2 separate regions of the Anser cygnoides genome follow, and region 2 is linked to region 1. The links are chromatin contacts, called in public Hi-C maps. All regions are on one chromosome and are shown on one strand. The core of a region is the stretch at or near the end of the contact, and the rest is flanking DNA. Distances in the headings are between cores, read along the strand shown.

Region 1 (6,783 bases), core at 2,587-5,086:
ACCCCGCTGCAGCAGACGGAGCCAGCACGCAGGGCTCAGCCCTTTGACAGTGCAGTGAGCGGACGGACGGGTGCCTCAGCACCAGGAGCAGGGTGCTGAGCCCCCTGCAAAGGCTCTCTGGAGCCCTCCCCGCAAAGCTGCGCGGCACAGGACAGCCAGGTATTTAGTGCTGCCTCCTGGACCGGGCAGTGGCCAGAGGGTGGCTTGCCGGGGACCCAACTGTGAAAGATGCCAAGTGTGCCCCAGTGGACGCTGCGCGTCCCTACTAACACTAAAACGGGGGCCAGAGATGAACAAGTTCAGCACCTCTCAGCTTTTCACACAGTAAAGTCCTGAAATCTGTCCTGTCCACCAGTCCCCTCTGCTCTTCCCTCTCCCCAAAGTGAAGCTAATTTAAAGCAAACCGGATTTTCCAACCACAGCACATCCCCAAGCATTTCCTTTTCTCAAAATCACCAAAAGCCAAAGGGTACAATTAAAGTCAAAAGGGACATTTTTCCCTTCTCAATGCCAATAAACACTTACTTCCCAGGGTCACTCTCCTGCCTTCTGTTTTGGCACCCTACTTTGGCAGCACGCTGCACATCCCAACCACACAAGCGTGACCTCCCCAGCGCCTGCGCTCATCTGCAGAAATTAATAAGTTATTACTACAAATTAAAATATTAAGTTAATGATGTGCGTGACTGCGAGTTACAGAGCTGGAAAAGAAGTCCTAATTAAATCAATACGGTTATTAGTCCCTTGTCATCTCTGATTAATTATTAGCTTAATATGCTTCATCATTTTCACTGGTAATGGAAATAGCTGCAGTGCTACCACGGGAAGCTGGGTGATGCATAGTAGAAGCTATGGAGCTGTGCAGGAAGTCCCTGCTCAGAGGTGAGTGATGTCTCACAAAGAAAAAAGAGGAGAACACTTCAGTTTTTGGGACAGTAGCGTGACTACATAAAAAATCCCATTGTTTTTCAAAGGGGCCAGGTGTTCGCTTGGGGAATTTTTAACTGCTGAAATGCAGGGGGCAAAGACGCGCCTGCTGATGCCACGCTACGTTGTGAGCACCAGTCCCAGCGACTCCGCACCCTCCCTGAACTGACAGGCTATCTCCGTGGCCCTTCCAGCAGCCAGCACGTCGGCACCTTTCCCCAGCCCACCCCAATTCTGACCCTGGCCCCTTCGTCATCACACATACTCCCTGACCCAGGACGTGAGGAAGGAACTAGCATCAAACAAGCTGGGAGACATCAGCTGTGATGTCTGGGTCTCCAGGGCAGGGATGTAGCCGAGCACACCTACCCTTTCATGCCACCAATAGAGCCAAAAATAATGTACTGATGTTACTTTGGCCAACTTATCGCTAGAGAAATGCAAAACAGTGTTTTGGCTGTAGCTGATTCCAAGTATTTACCCAGAGTAAGGGGGCTATAGACTCCCCTTCACCTTCCTCTCTTCTGTCACCCTCGCATTGACTCCAGCTTTTCCCCAACTCCTTGTTCCATCAGGTTTCCTCAGCTGTCTGCAGCAGGGCTTTCTGAGTATAAAGACCATGTAAAAACATCAAGGATGGGTGTACACATGCCTCTCTGGCAATACATGCAAAATTTGCCCAAGAACTAGCTGGGACTAATTGATCATGCTGCAATGCATGGATCCATTATGTAATTAGACAGGAGTTTTCATCTTATAAATGGCTTTTACAAACAAGCTTTTTTGGATAAGTTATCAACAGAAAAACAAATACACGCTTCCAAGAACAAAACTGCTCCTTGAACTTACTAACGAAGCTGGTACACAGTGTTTGTGCTGCTAATAGGTGATTCAGTAAATTAAATAGAGAATGTCACTGCAAACCATTCTGTAAAGTTTCTCGCAGATAAAACGCCACTCCAACAACTTCTCTGGACTCCCGCCCTATTGCCGTGATTGCCTCACGATAAATTGCCACCTGCCCCATGAGTAATGGTAGAGCTTTCTAGTGCCATTTCTATCTTTCAGCCCTCTTGCTCATACCTCCGTTAATGTACTGCGATAACACCTCAGCACCTCAGGCTTTCCCAGCTCTCAATTTCAGAATATACCCCATGGTCAGCTTTGAAGAGTTCCAACTCCTTAATTTAACTAATATGTTAACACGGGACACACAGTGGCAGTCAGAAACCCCATCCCCGGTATCGAGATACAAAGTCCAGCTGTTTCATGTCAGACATTAAAGAAATAGTTCTCTTTTCATTCTGAGCACTCTGGCTACCCTACGGTTTGATGAGTGTACAGCATTTCTTTTAGAAGTGGGCTGAACTCCAGTTAAATATTTGGCCATTTAACGAGTAGACTCTAGGATAACGGTTTTCATGGGAATCCAAGAAAGAGGGAGTAAAGAAAAGGGCTCCCCGTGCTATTCTTAGCTGCAAATAGTTAGATTTGGAATTTTGATTGTAAAGCATGGAATTTATAAATGGTGCCATGCTAAATTTACTTCATTTGTATACAATTCAGCTGGATAATCAAGTGTGTTACAGCACGTTCCTGGTTAGCATCTCAGTTCTAGTTTTATAGTCTCTAAACTAGTAAAAAAATGTGTTCAGTAAATAGTGCTTGTAAAAATCTGTGTTCCAATGCGCGTGAAGATTTTATATAAATGCATATGTGGGTGCACATGCATGCACGCAGACACCGAGCTGTGATTTATTTCTAGAGGGAAGCCAAGGAAATTCCCACCCCCTACCATTTAAACGATCTGCTCTTTGGCTCTAAACATTCTGTAACTTCTCAGCCAAGGAATGTATTTTCCCTTTCCAATATATATAATTTATTTTGCTGCACACATTAGTTAATGATAGAGATACGCGATATAGCCAGTTCTGTAAAAACATTACTGACAACCTGAGACAGACCTGTTTCAGTTGGTAAGACCTTTCTTTGCTGGTCTTCCACAGCACAGCGTGAATTAAGAGCAATCATCGAATCGAGGATTTATCTCATCTACTTCGCATCCCAGCAGTTTTTCATAATTAGACTAGCATCCCGGGGCCAGATGAGCTTTTAATTGCTACATGAATGTAGGTAAAGGGGACTTTATGCCATTCTACGCCTTGAGGGGTCGGGGCGGGGAGACAGCTATCTTATTTCCCCGCTACTTGGCGGAGGTTACTCCGGGATTTGTAACCGCCGCTCCCCGCCGAAAGGCTGCCGAGAGATGGGCAGCGGGGCGTCCCGTTCCCCACGGGCCCCCCGGCGCCCCGCACCCCGTCCCCGCCGCGGACTTACGTGGTCCCCAGGGCGCGGCGGCCGGCAGCCTGTGCAGGTGGATCTCATCCTTATCCATCGCCCGCCGAGCCCCTGCCGCTTGGTACCAAACTCAACTTCCCAGGCTCCCTCCTCCTCCTCCTCCTCCTCCCTCTCCCTATTTTTTTTCCCCCCCTTTCCTCCCCCCTCCCTCTCTTTTTGCGGGCAGGGCTCGCTACCCCGCCGAGCGGCACCGCAGGGCGCAGCGCCCCCCGGCCGCCTTTAAATACGGGCGGCGGGAGCGCGGCGCGGCCCTCCGCGGGGTGGGAGCGGCGGGGAGGGAGCCGGCCGGCCCTCCAGCCGGCCCTCCAGCCGGCCCTCCAGCCCTCCGGCCGGCCTCCAGCCCTCCGGCACCCCGCCTCACGCCGCCGCCGCCGCGCTGCCTCCCCGCTCCGCCCGCGCAGGGCTCCGCGCCTACCTGCTGAGCGGCCGCCGGTGCCGCCCTGACCTTGGGCACCGGGCGCCGGAGCGACGGCGGCAGCTGCTGGCGGTGCTGCCGGTGCTGGTCGTGCTCCCGCTGCTGCTGCTGCGGCGGCCGGGCGGGGGCAGCGCGGCCGCCAAAGGTCAGCGCGCCCCGGGCGCGGCGCTGGGGAGTCCCCGGGGCTGAGCCCGGTGGCCCTGCGCTGCCCGAAGCGGAGCCGGGTTCACCCCCACCGGCCCGTTTCTTACCGTGGTAAAACCTCGTGCGCTTTGCTGTTAGAGAAAAAAGGGGGGGAAAAGTATGGCTCGGTGTCCTGCCAAAGAGATGCCGTCATTTGGGGCTGCCGCGCTGACAGGTCTCCCCCGCCCAAGGCACAGCTGGGTCTCACCAGCTCACCCCCGCGCCCCTTCCCCCCTGCCCCGCGTGTGCTGGCATTCACCTCCGTCTGTCCACGCTCAAACAGCCACACGGGACACATTTCCCGGGCGGACAGTGCCTGCTGGCAGCATCCAGCTGCCTCCCCTCCCCAGGCCCAGTGTGCAAGGGGTGTTAGGAATATCACGGTACACACCAGCAAACTCGGGACCTCACAAAATACCACCTCTTCTTCATTTATGCATTTACTTATTTAAGTGCGGGGTATAGAATAGCTGCCACTCACTTTTTACACCTTCAGCTGGATGGCCGCAGGAGTTGCACAGGACCAGGAGAACAGGATCCCAGACCTCTTCATCTCCCAGGGCACAAACCCCTTGGCTTCTCTCAGGGCTGTGCTCCCGCTCCCTGGGGCAGCCCCAGAAGCCACATCTTGCTGGTGGTTCTCTGACCCAGACTACAAGAGAACTGTGGGGCCAAGCAACCTCCTCTTGCCTTCCTGGGGAAGGAGCCCCTGGGGGACTGCGCAGGGCATGTGGCTCCCTGCTGCACAACCGGGACCGGACACGGCTCCTGCTTAGGTTGCAGTCATCAACCCACTCTCTACTCTCCTTTGTTACCCAAAACGTAGCAGGTTGTGGCTTCAGTATCTCCATGGGACTGCATTTTTCAAGTTGTAAAAGAATCTTTCCTGGTGATGTTGGAGATTTGACATGACAGGTAGAAAACACACTGAGATAAACACACAAACAAGGGAATTTACACGTATAGATTTCTTCTTCATGGGCTATAATCCCCAGAGGCTTTGAAGCCAAGCCAAGATGCTTTTAGTCTAGATTTCATATCTTTTTACTCCTTCTTAACTTTTGTGCTTTTTTGAGAAAGTATGGATTTAGACTATTTTTAAAATGTGCTTTACTCATTTTATTATTAGCAGAAGAGCAGATGAGTGGATCGTGTTGTATGAAGCCTCACTTACTGGCTTGCTTAACTGGAGATCAAAGGCATTCGAGAGAGTGCTCTTTTTCCTTTGCTTACAATTAATTTATTTTGGACAGAGATTTGCAGCAGAACCAAATGTGGGCACAAGCCCAACATATATATTTGTCTTATGAACGTGAAACACAAAGAAAGCTGGAAACAATGCCGGATTCCAGCATCCTATCTCGCAATGATCCCAGGCTCTGTCAGCAGCCGCTGGCTACAGCTGGGCTGGGAACCCAGCCTGGACACACACACCTCAGAGCCGGCAGAGCAGGCTTCAGCCACGGAGCCTGCGTCCTCATCAGAAAGTGGCCTTTTCTGCCCACTGCTCTCCACTGCAAGCCCAGCCAAAGGCAGGTCAGCTGATCAATGACCTCATTTGGTAACGGGGTTTAGGGAGTTCTAGTCTGACAAGCAGTGTTTCAGAAATTAAATTTATACTTCAGCCACATGCATGGAAAAAAAAAAAACAAACAAAACAAACAAACAAAGTAGACCTAACACTACCGCCTCACTCCAGGTGTTTAAGTGTTAATGAGTGATCATTTACTGTTTAAAAAGTGTCCTGAAAATCAAACCACAGTGATTGCCTGCCATTAGTTTAGAAGGTCCTGGGCTGGTCAGGCACAGATTTGCATGCAAATGGATGACCTCCATGTGTTGCGGAGGCTGTGCCACAGCCAGCAGTACTACCAGGCAGGAGAATTTTCCTTCCCACTCAAATGGAGGAGCTCAAGCTGGTCCTCTGAATGCTTTGGAGAAGCCCATGGCTGGACACGCTACAAGGAGAAAGGGGAAGTCATGCCCCTGGATGGAGGCTGCCCAATGTCCATCCCTCCAGATGTCCACACACCATGTCATGGACCTGCCACGGCTCCCTGGGCTCCTCCCTGTGCAGCGCAGGGACATCGGCATTGGACTGACATCAGTTGGACCACTCCTTCACTGGAGGTGACAACCGAGCAGTGGGACCACTCAGACTGTGCGCGAGAGCAGAGGAAACAAGATTTGTCTTCTCAAGAGCCCCATGAGCTAAAATAGGCTGCTGGGCTGATAGGAGACAGAGGCTCCAGCTACAGTTTTCTTCCTTACCATGTGATAAACCCATTGTGCCATCTCAACACATACTTGTGAGAAGGATGGCAAAGAGAAGGAGGATCTACTTGTCTATGCAATAAAACAAAAATTCTTTCTTAACAATTAGGAAGGAGACAGTGCTACTTGGCACCCACACCTATATTAAGTGCATTTGCTGGAAATATTTATAGTTTGCTCCTGCAGAATGTACTGTGTACCTTCATAACAATAATAATTCAGTTCTCACCTCCTGTGATCCGGAGACAAGTAAAGGCTCCGGGTGCTCGTTCACTGGAGAAATGCTAACACCAGCCCCATCAGCCCAAATGGCAGCCCACCAGCCCCTCTCTGCCTCCGAACTATTTTTGTGTACTCTCTTACACCTTTGCGGGGCGCGCGGTGAAGGCAGGGAAATGCTCCAGCTCTCCTTTCGGCTGGGGCACCCGGAGATAAGAGCCCACATCCCTGGCAGCTGCTCGAAATGGCATGAGCGCAATCACATGATGGTGGAAAAAGCTCCTGCAGGGGCGTACCCCTGCCCCTTGCCTTCTGCACCCTCCACAGCATGGTCCCTGCCCGTCATCCACACGTACATGAGAAAAAAACGAGTTAATGGACGTGCTGTGGGTGCGGTAGAGAATGAG
Region 2 (6,783 bases), core at 2,150-4,649, 170 kb after region 1:
TAGCACTGACACTCCCAGCTCTGCTTGGGACCTTACTCCCCTCAGAGTACTTACAGCCTCTGTAATTCTTCCGCTTCTGAGTTCAGCGAAAACGGGAAAAGACTTACAGATCTCTACTCAGAAGTAATACTGAATCACATTCATGTAACGCCTACTCCTAAATCTGTGGAAGATCCCAAAGATACCCCAGCAAAAGTAAAAAGCCTTTAAAATTCCTGTACTGTTTTCTTTTTTTTCTACAATGACTTGTATACAGAAAGTTTTCACCATTATCTTCTGTAGATATTCTGAAGTCATTCTACTTTTGAACAGATGCCTCTTCATTCTGGACAGATCTAATTTATCACATTTTGACCCTCAGTCAGCCTTGAGTGAATCTCCTACGTAATTTTTCCTTTGATCTCCATCACAAGGTAGCCTCTACTCAGGGGTGGTTTCATGCCCTATGTCTGATCAGTATGTAGCAATCTTCTTTGGATTTAGTTCACTTAGTTCCAATAATGCTATTGCCTACTAAGGCACAAACCCTCTGTTGTCATTTCGGCATGCTCCAGGATCTCAGGATGTTTGACTTTTAAAACATAGGCAGTCATGTCCTTACAAACCACATGCAGTTCGGCTTTAGTGTTACACAAAGATGAAGTTTTCGTTCTGCAGAAATTACATAGGGCCACTGAAAACAGCAGTGGAAATAAATGATTCATTACAACAGGTGAAAATGCTTTTTCAGTTGTGTACTATTTGGTCAGGAGGTATTTTTATTCTACAAGACTTTTTCCTTTTTTTCCTATCCCCAGAAAAATGAAAAGTCCTACACTACCAAGTTTCCTTGCTGCAGGCTCTGTTTATGTACGGAGCAGATACAGCACTGGAAGTGATGGTGTGATTTCCCCTATAATGTCTCTGGAAATACATCTGTAGAAACACACAAAGACATGTATTTCTATTGAACTTTAGTAAAAGGATGCCAATAAATGATAAAGCTCAGTGATACAGATAGGAACTGACATGAAAATCACACTACAACTATTATATGTTGAGAATGGTGAGATTTGTAAGCTCATTTAGCTCTAGCTTAAAATAAGGTACCGAATATGGCTTAATCACTAAGGCTTTTTTTTCTTTCTCTTTTTTTTTTTTTTTCCAGAGCCAATAAAGAAATAACTACTTTAAGAGATTGTTTAACTCTTGTTTCTTAAAAAGCTGTTTTGAGATAGGATTGGTACTATCCAATCCAGATAAGTACATGGAGGCTCTTAACCTCAGTCACTAGCTCCAGAGGAACTTGAACAAATGAATTAGATTGAAACATTACTATATTGAGAGATAATTCCAGAGAGAGAGAGAGAGAGAGAGAGAGAGAGTTAAGCACTTCATTTTCATTTGATCTGATATGAGACTTTAAAAATCAGTCCATGTAACATCAGCAATAGTAACAATGAAAATAACTTTTAAAAGCTCTCAATCATTAAGCAATTCTCACCTATAGTCAGCTTTTTCACTGATTTGAAGTATCATTTAGTGCAAGTGATTTGTCCTTCCCGCCTCAATTTTTGATCCTCATAAAGGAATAATACCATTAAAATGAATAAACAAGTCAAGCATCAATTCTTTGCTGCTTGAAAGAAGTTTGACATTTTGATGAAGAAAACAGTGTATATTTATGATGGTGAATATTATTAACATGAGATCGTCAGTACACATAAAATAGTTTCTATTCACTGGGATGCACAACAAAATGGACCAAAAAGCCTTTCAGATTCATTTCCGACCATAACTTCTGTGTCTGTGGTGGGTGCTCGATACCTTGAAGAATGCACATGCAGCCAGGATGAGTTACATGCACAAGTGCTGTGGGGCCCAGGGTTGTGAACTGCCTCTGTAGTAGCCATGTAATAATGTTGCAGAATTGTGCAGAGGAAAAAAAAATGTATATATATATATATATAGGGTCTCAGACACCTTGCTATTATTTACTGTTTTCATAATATTGTCAACTTGTGTGATGTTTGAAAGGACATAATTTCTCAAATCAGCCTGTGATTTGGAGGATGCAGCAGGAGACACCTGAAGGGGAGGCCATCCCGATTTTTCTCAATTACTCATCACCCATGCAGAGAAAGCTGGGCTTCTTTCTGGGTCCCTCAAACTGACCACCAAAAAGGAAAAAGAGGTAGTCAAAAGCAGTGGTTGCTTTTGAAGTGGCTGGTGACATATAATCCCTTGCTCCACGGAGCTGGTGATGCAAGGCCCTGATCATTCAAACACTAAATAACCAATGTGGTAACTTCAGTGCCGTAAGGTACACGTGATGATTATGCACCATGTAAGCATGTATACACGTGCAGGCCATCGTCCTGCAGAGCTCTGTGATTTTGCATGGCCTTGTCTATATGCACAGCCTCACTGAGCTAGGATTAGTCATAAAGAAAAGTTATTTGTATGAGTGTTTACAGGATAGAGATGCAAGTGTACAGACAAAAAGATGAAAGTAAGCAGGTAGTAAAACAGTATTTGGGAGCTGACAGGAAGGTTTTGTTTGCTTGCTTCAGAGAAGTTGCTGGGGCAAGGTTATAGTTTGCTTAACTGTTAGTTTATGTGTCCTGTGGGGGAAAGGTTTTGTCTTTCTTTATGAAATTCCATCGGTGCATAGTTTCTCTCTTGGGATCTGAGAAAATTCCTTTAGTGCTTAGTTTGGATGGACAACAGAAGAGTCAGCAGTGATCCCTCTGGCGTGCCCCTGAGATGTTGAATGCACTGAGCAAACAAGAGGTGCGTGTCTGCTTCTTTCCATGAAACGAGCCCACCTGGAAAAAGCTGCTGGTACGCGGACCGGGACAAAATCTGCTTCATGCTTATGCCGGGCTCCTGGCCGGGGGCGATGCAGTTTTACTACACAATTTATTTATTTTTTTCCCCCCCGATTTCTAGGTGCGAACGGGGAAGGACAGGAGCTGGAGAGCCCCCCATGCAGCAGCTCCCCGACGGCGAGGCCAGCCCGCACGCCGGGTGCCAGGCTCCATCTAGCGACCCGGCGGGGGATGGCCGGGCGGCAATACGGCCCGGAGCAGCCGGGGGGGAGCGGAGGCGGCGCCCCCCGCCCTGCCCGCGCCCGCCGGTGCCAGGCGGCGGCGGCGGAGACCCGGCTCCCTCTCCCAGCCAGGTCGCACAGGCATCCCCGGGGCCGCAGCCGCCCGGTTTCTGACCGGGGAAATGCGGGACGGGCAAGCGGCAGCGCCGAGGCTCGGCTCCGGACGGTGCCCCGGGGCACCTCCACGCCTGCGGGTCGCGCACCCCCGGCCCCGTGTGCTTCGGGGCTCAGTTCAGGGCAGGGGTGCGGTACCGCCCGGCACGGCCCGGCACGGCCCGGCACGGCACGGCCCGGCACGGCACGGCACGGCACGGCACGGCACGGCCCGTCGGGGCAGCCCGGGGTGGCGGGGAGGGGCGCGGCCGGAGCCCCGACGGGGAATCTCGGAGGTGCGGATGGGGAGGGAGCGCCTTCAGGGTGTCCCCTGCGCCATGATGTCACCCGATCAATATTTTCGGGGGGAGTGCCCGCCCCGGCCAATTCCCGCTATGAAACGGGCTCTATATTGGAGCTGGATGCGGCCGAATCGATCGGGCTGATAACGGAGGCCTATAAAAGGCCGGGGGGCCGGCTTCGCCCGTGCTACATCCCGCGGCACCGCCAGCCGAGGCGAGCGCCCGGCCTCCCCTCCCCTCGCTCCGCGCCCCTCCGTGCCGCCCGCCATGGGGCCGCGCCCCGCCGCCCGCCGCGCCGCCCTGGCGCTGCTGGGGCTCGCCGCCGCCGCCGCCGCCGCCGCCGCCCGCTCGCTGCCGCTGCCCGACGCCGGCCCGCACGTCAACTACGGCTGGGGGGAGCCCATCCGGCTGCGGCACCTCTACACCGCCAGCAAGCACGGGCTCTTCAGCTGCTTCCTCAGGATCGGCGGCGACGGCCGGGTGGACGCGGCCGGCAGCCAGAGCCCGCACAGTGAGTAGCGGGGCGCTGCGGGGACGGGGCGGGACGGGACGGGACGGGACGGGACGGGACGGGCTCACGCCGCTCTCTCCCCTGTGCCCCGCAGGTCTGCTGGAGATCCGCGCCGTGGCGGTGCGCACCGTGGCCATCAAGGGCGTGCTGAGCTCCCGCTACCTCTGCATGGACGAGGCGGGGCGGCTGCACGGGCAGGTGAGCTGCGACCCCCGGCCCCGGCTCTGCCCCGGGCTCGCCAGCCCCCCCATCCCCTCCCCAGGCGCCCCCTTTTCGCTGTAGGACCGGGGGGCGATTCTCGTCGCCTGAAGGGGGTTATTAGAAGGAGGCAACACGGGAACAGCGTTCCGAATGCAGCGTATGTGTTGTATACAGAAAATATAGTATAGACCAGAACTGGGGGCGTTTGAAAAGTCTCATCGGTTGGTGGCTGCAGTTCTGACCCAGAAACAGATTAAGTCTGGCCATTGGATCTGAATAATTTCTCGCTGTTCAGCTCAGATATTCCAATATATATATATATAAGATGCCTCCTTTGGAAGGGAGATGCACCCAGATAGCTGCCACACGGGGTTGCTGACCCCTAGGTAGTACCAAACAGAAACGGGACTCGGGCAGGAAGGACTAATCCCCGTTGTCCCACTTCTGGCTTGGGATAACAGCACACCTGCGGGACTCTTGGAGGCTGAGGAGTTTAGTGACTCACTGATCCCACACTGTTAGCTCGTGCTCATCATCTCAGTACGCCAGCATATCTGCTGGACATCAGCAGTGGTATAAACTCGGATTGGTAAACCACATGCATGAGCTGCTAGGATGTGAGCTCAGAGTCAGTCTTCGTGTAACTGCTCTACAGGAACCTGAGCTGCACGGAGCGATGGCATTTTACTGTGCTGTAGTAAAGATACAGCTCGGTTCTGCTTTGATAACTCCGGCAAAATTTCTGCTGATTTCAGTAGGGCAAGGACCTGGCCCATTGTCAAAACTCCCGGTATCTTTTATGAGAGCAAGGCAGATAAAGTTATGGACTGAGTATGCAACATAGGATTTAGCCTTTCTTTCTCAATTTCCTTGCTTTTCTGGGCTAGAATCAGACAATCGATGCAGTGATAAGGTGTATAGGCTCAGATGATCTGGTGGGTCAATTATTAGCTTAAAGTTTTAATGTAAATCCAAAGCAAAATGATCGATGAAAGCAAAACAGAGTCCGGGTCCTGCTCCCATTGGAGCTGCTGGCTGGACTTTAGCAGTCACAGAATTTTAAAATAGCTTTCAATAATACCATTTTGAAAGCTAATGAATATCCCTCGACTGGGTTTGTTGCTATATAGTATTCATTGCAGGTTGTTGGCTTTTTTCTGAGAACACCATAGTATGTAGCTGTGCCATCACATCTTTGTGTCATGGATCAATTTTATTGCCTTATTCTGGGAAATAGTTTTACTGGCTTCACTGACAATATTCACAGAAGTGAAAGGAATAGAATTTTACAGATAGAAGTTTTCTCTTAAGAGACACATCCCCCTCTCCCATAGCCACTCTGCTCTAGGGGTGTATTTGGAAGGGAGAAATAGATGGCTTCTAGCATATACCAGCTATATTCATCCGGTTGCCAAAGAAACACTGCTGAGACCGTGCCCAGTTCAGGCTGAAGGTGAGAAATCAGGTCGTTCACGACACCTGCTATCTCCTCTGTGCTATCAGCCGGGGCAGACAAGCTCTGCAGGGAAGCCTTTGCCTTATCAGCACTGTCTTCAGCAGTGGAAGAACGAAAGGGCAGATGCAGTGTCTGGGGACTGAACTCAGCGACCGCATGCCCTCGTGAAACAGGCCCCTTTCCAACACCATGTAAAATTGGTCACTGGGGTTGGTTTTGAATGTGCAGTGTGCCGGGGCCTGTTCTCAGGAATTCAGTAGTTTAGCAGAAATCTTTTAAACTGCTTAATATACTAACATATTATGAATTCCTCCTGTGGAAAAAAAAATAACCTGGAAATACCTAAAGTGCATTTGATACTTATTAAAAATAATGCTAGAGACGATCCCAATGTAGTCAAGAGGGGACAATCCAGTTGAGACATGGGGGGCTCAATCAATAACCGTTGTGGTTTGTTATGTGCACTTGCTCAAGAAGCTCTGTTATTTCATCATCCTCGTTAGTGAGGCTGACCACTCGTAGAAATAAAGACAGGCAACAATTCAGCCATAATTGTGTGCTTTTCTGAGATATATTGTGTGTGGAAGGACATATACCATGTAATTTATATTGGAGAAAATGCCTTTTTAAAAAAAAATATTAGTTTAAAAAGGGCTTTTAAACGACAGCCAAATGCAAGCATTTAATTGTACTCCATATTCTTGATGATGTTTGAGGAATGACTGAGAAGTATCAGACGCGTTCTATATTTAGACAGGCAGAGCATTCGTGGACAAACACTTATCGCTGAAGACTGAGCCATTGTCAGCAATTGTCTTTTATTGACCGCGAGTTCAGTCACCTGTGGTGGCTGAGCCTGAAATAACACCAGAGCTGTAAGAAACGCAGTGCTTGTGAAAGGATCTAACCTGGTGATACTAAATCCTAATGTCGGCACAATATGTCACGAGTGTATTTCTACAAATTCATACCTAAGAAAATATATTCTCCTATACAAGATCTTAACTTGCAATGCTATTAAATTGACAGTTCTAACTTAAGTCCAATGAGAAAACAACATTGCATGAATTGGTCTTCTGTTATTTCAATAAATGCTGAGTAATAAAAAAAAAGGCAGTTACCTTTTAAG

What was found. A called contact is a pair of places that touch in the nucleus more often than the background predicts.
Region 2: a Hi-C map of liver shows a contact between it and region 1, with 5 times the contacts expected there. The contact joins the promoter of FGF19 here to the promoter of ANO1 in region 1. A contact is called at or near these places in 2 of 7 Hi-C or Micro-C datasets (granulosa cells and liver).

Annotation. Positions count from the first base shown.
Region 1 is chr5:18,644,338-18,651,120 of Taihu_goose_T2T_genome, forward strand. ANO1 (anoctamin 1) reads right to left here and starts at 3,837. Exons shown (of 27, transcript XM_048058602.2): 1 at 3,701-3,837.
Region 2 is chr5:18,817,014-18,823,796 of Taihu_goose_T2T_genome, forward strand. It overlaps FGF19 (fibroblast growth factor 19), which reads left to right and starts at 3,400. Exons shown (of 3, transcript XM_048058590.2): 1 at 3,400-3,997; 2 at 4,092-4,195. The coding sequence starts at 3,754.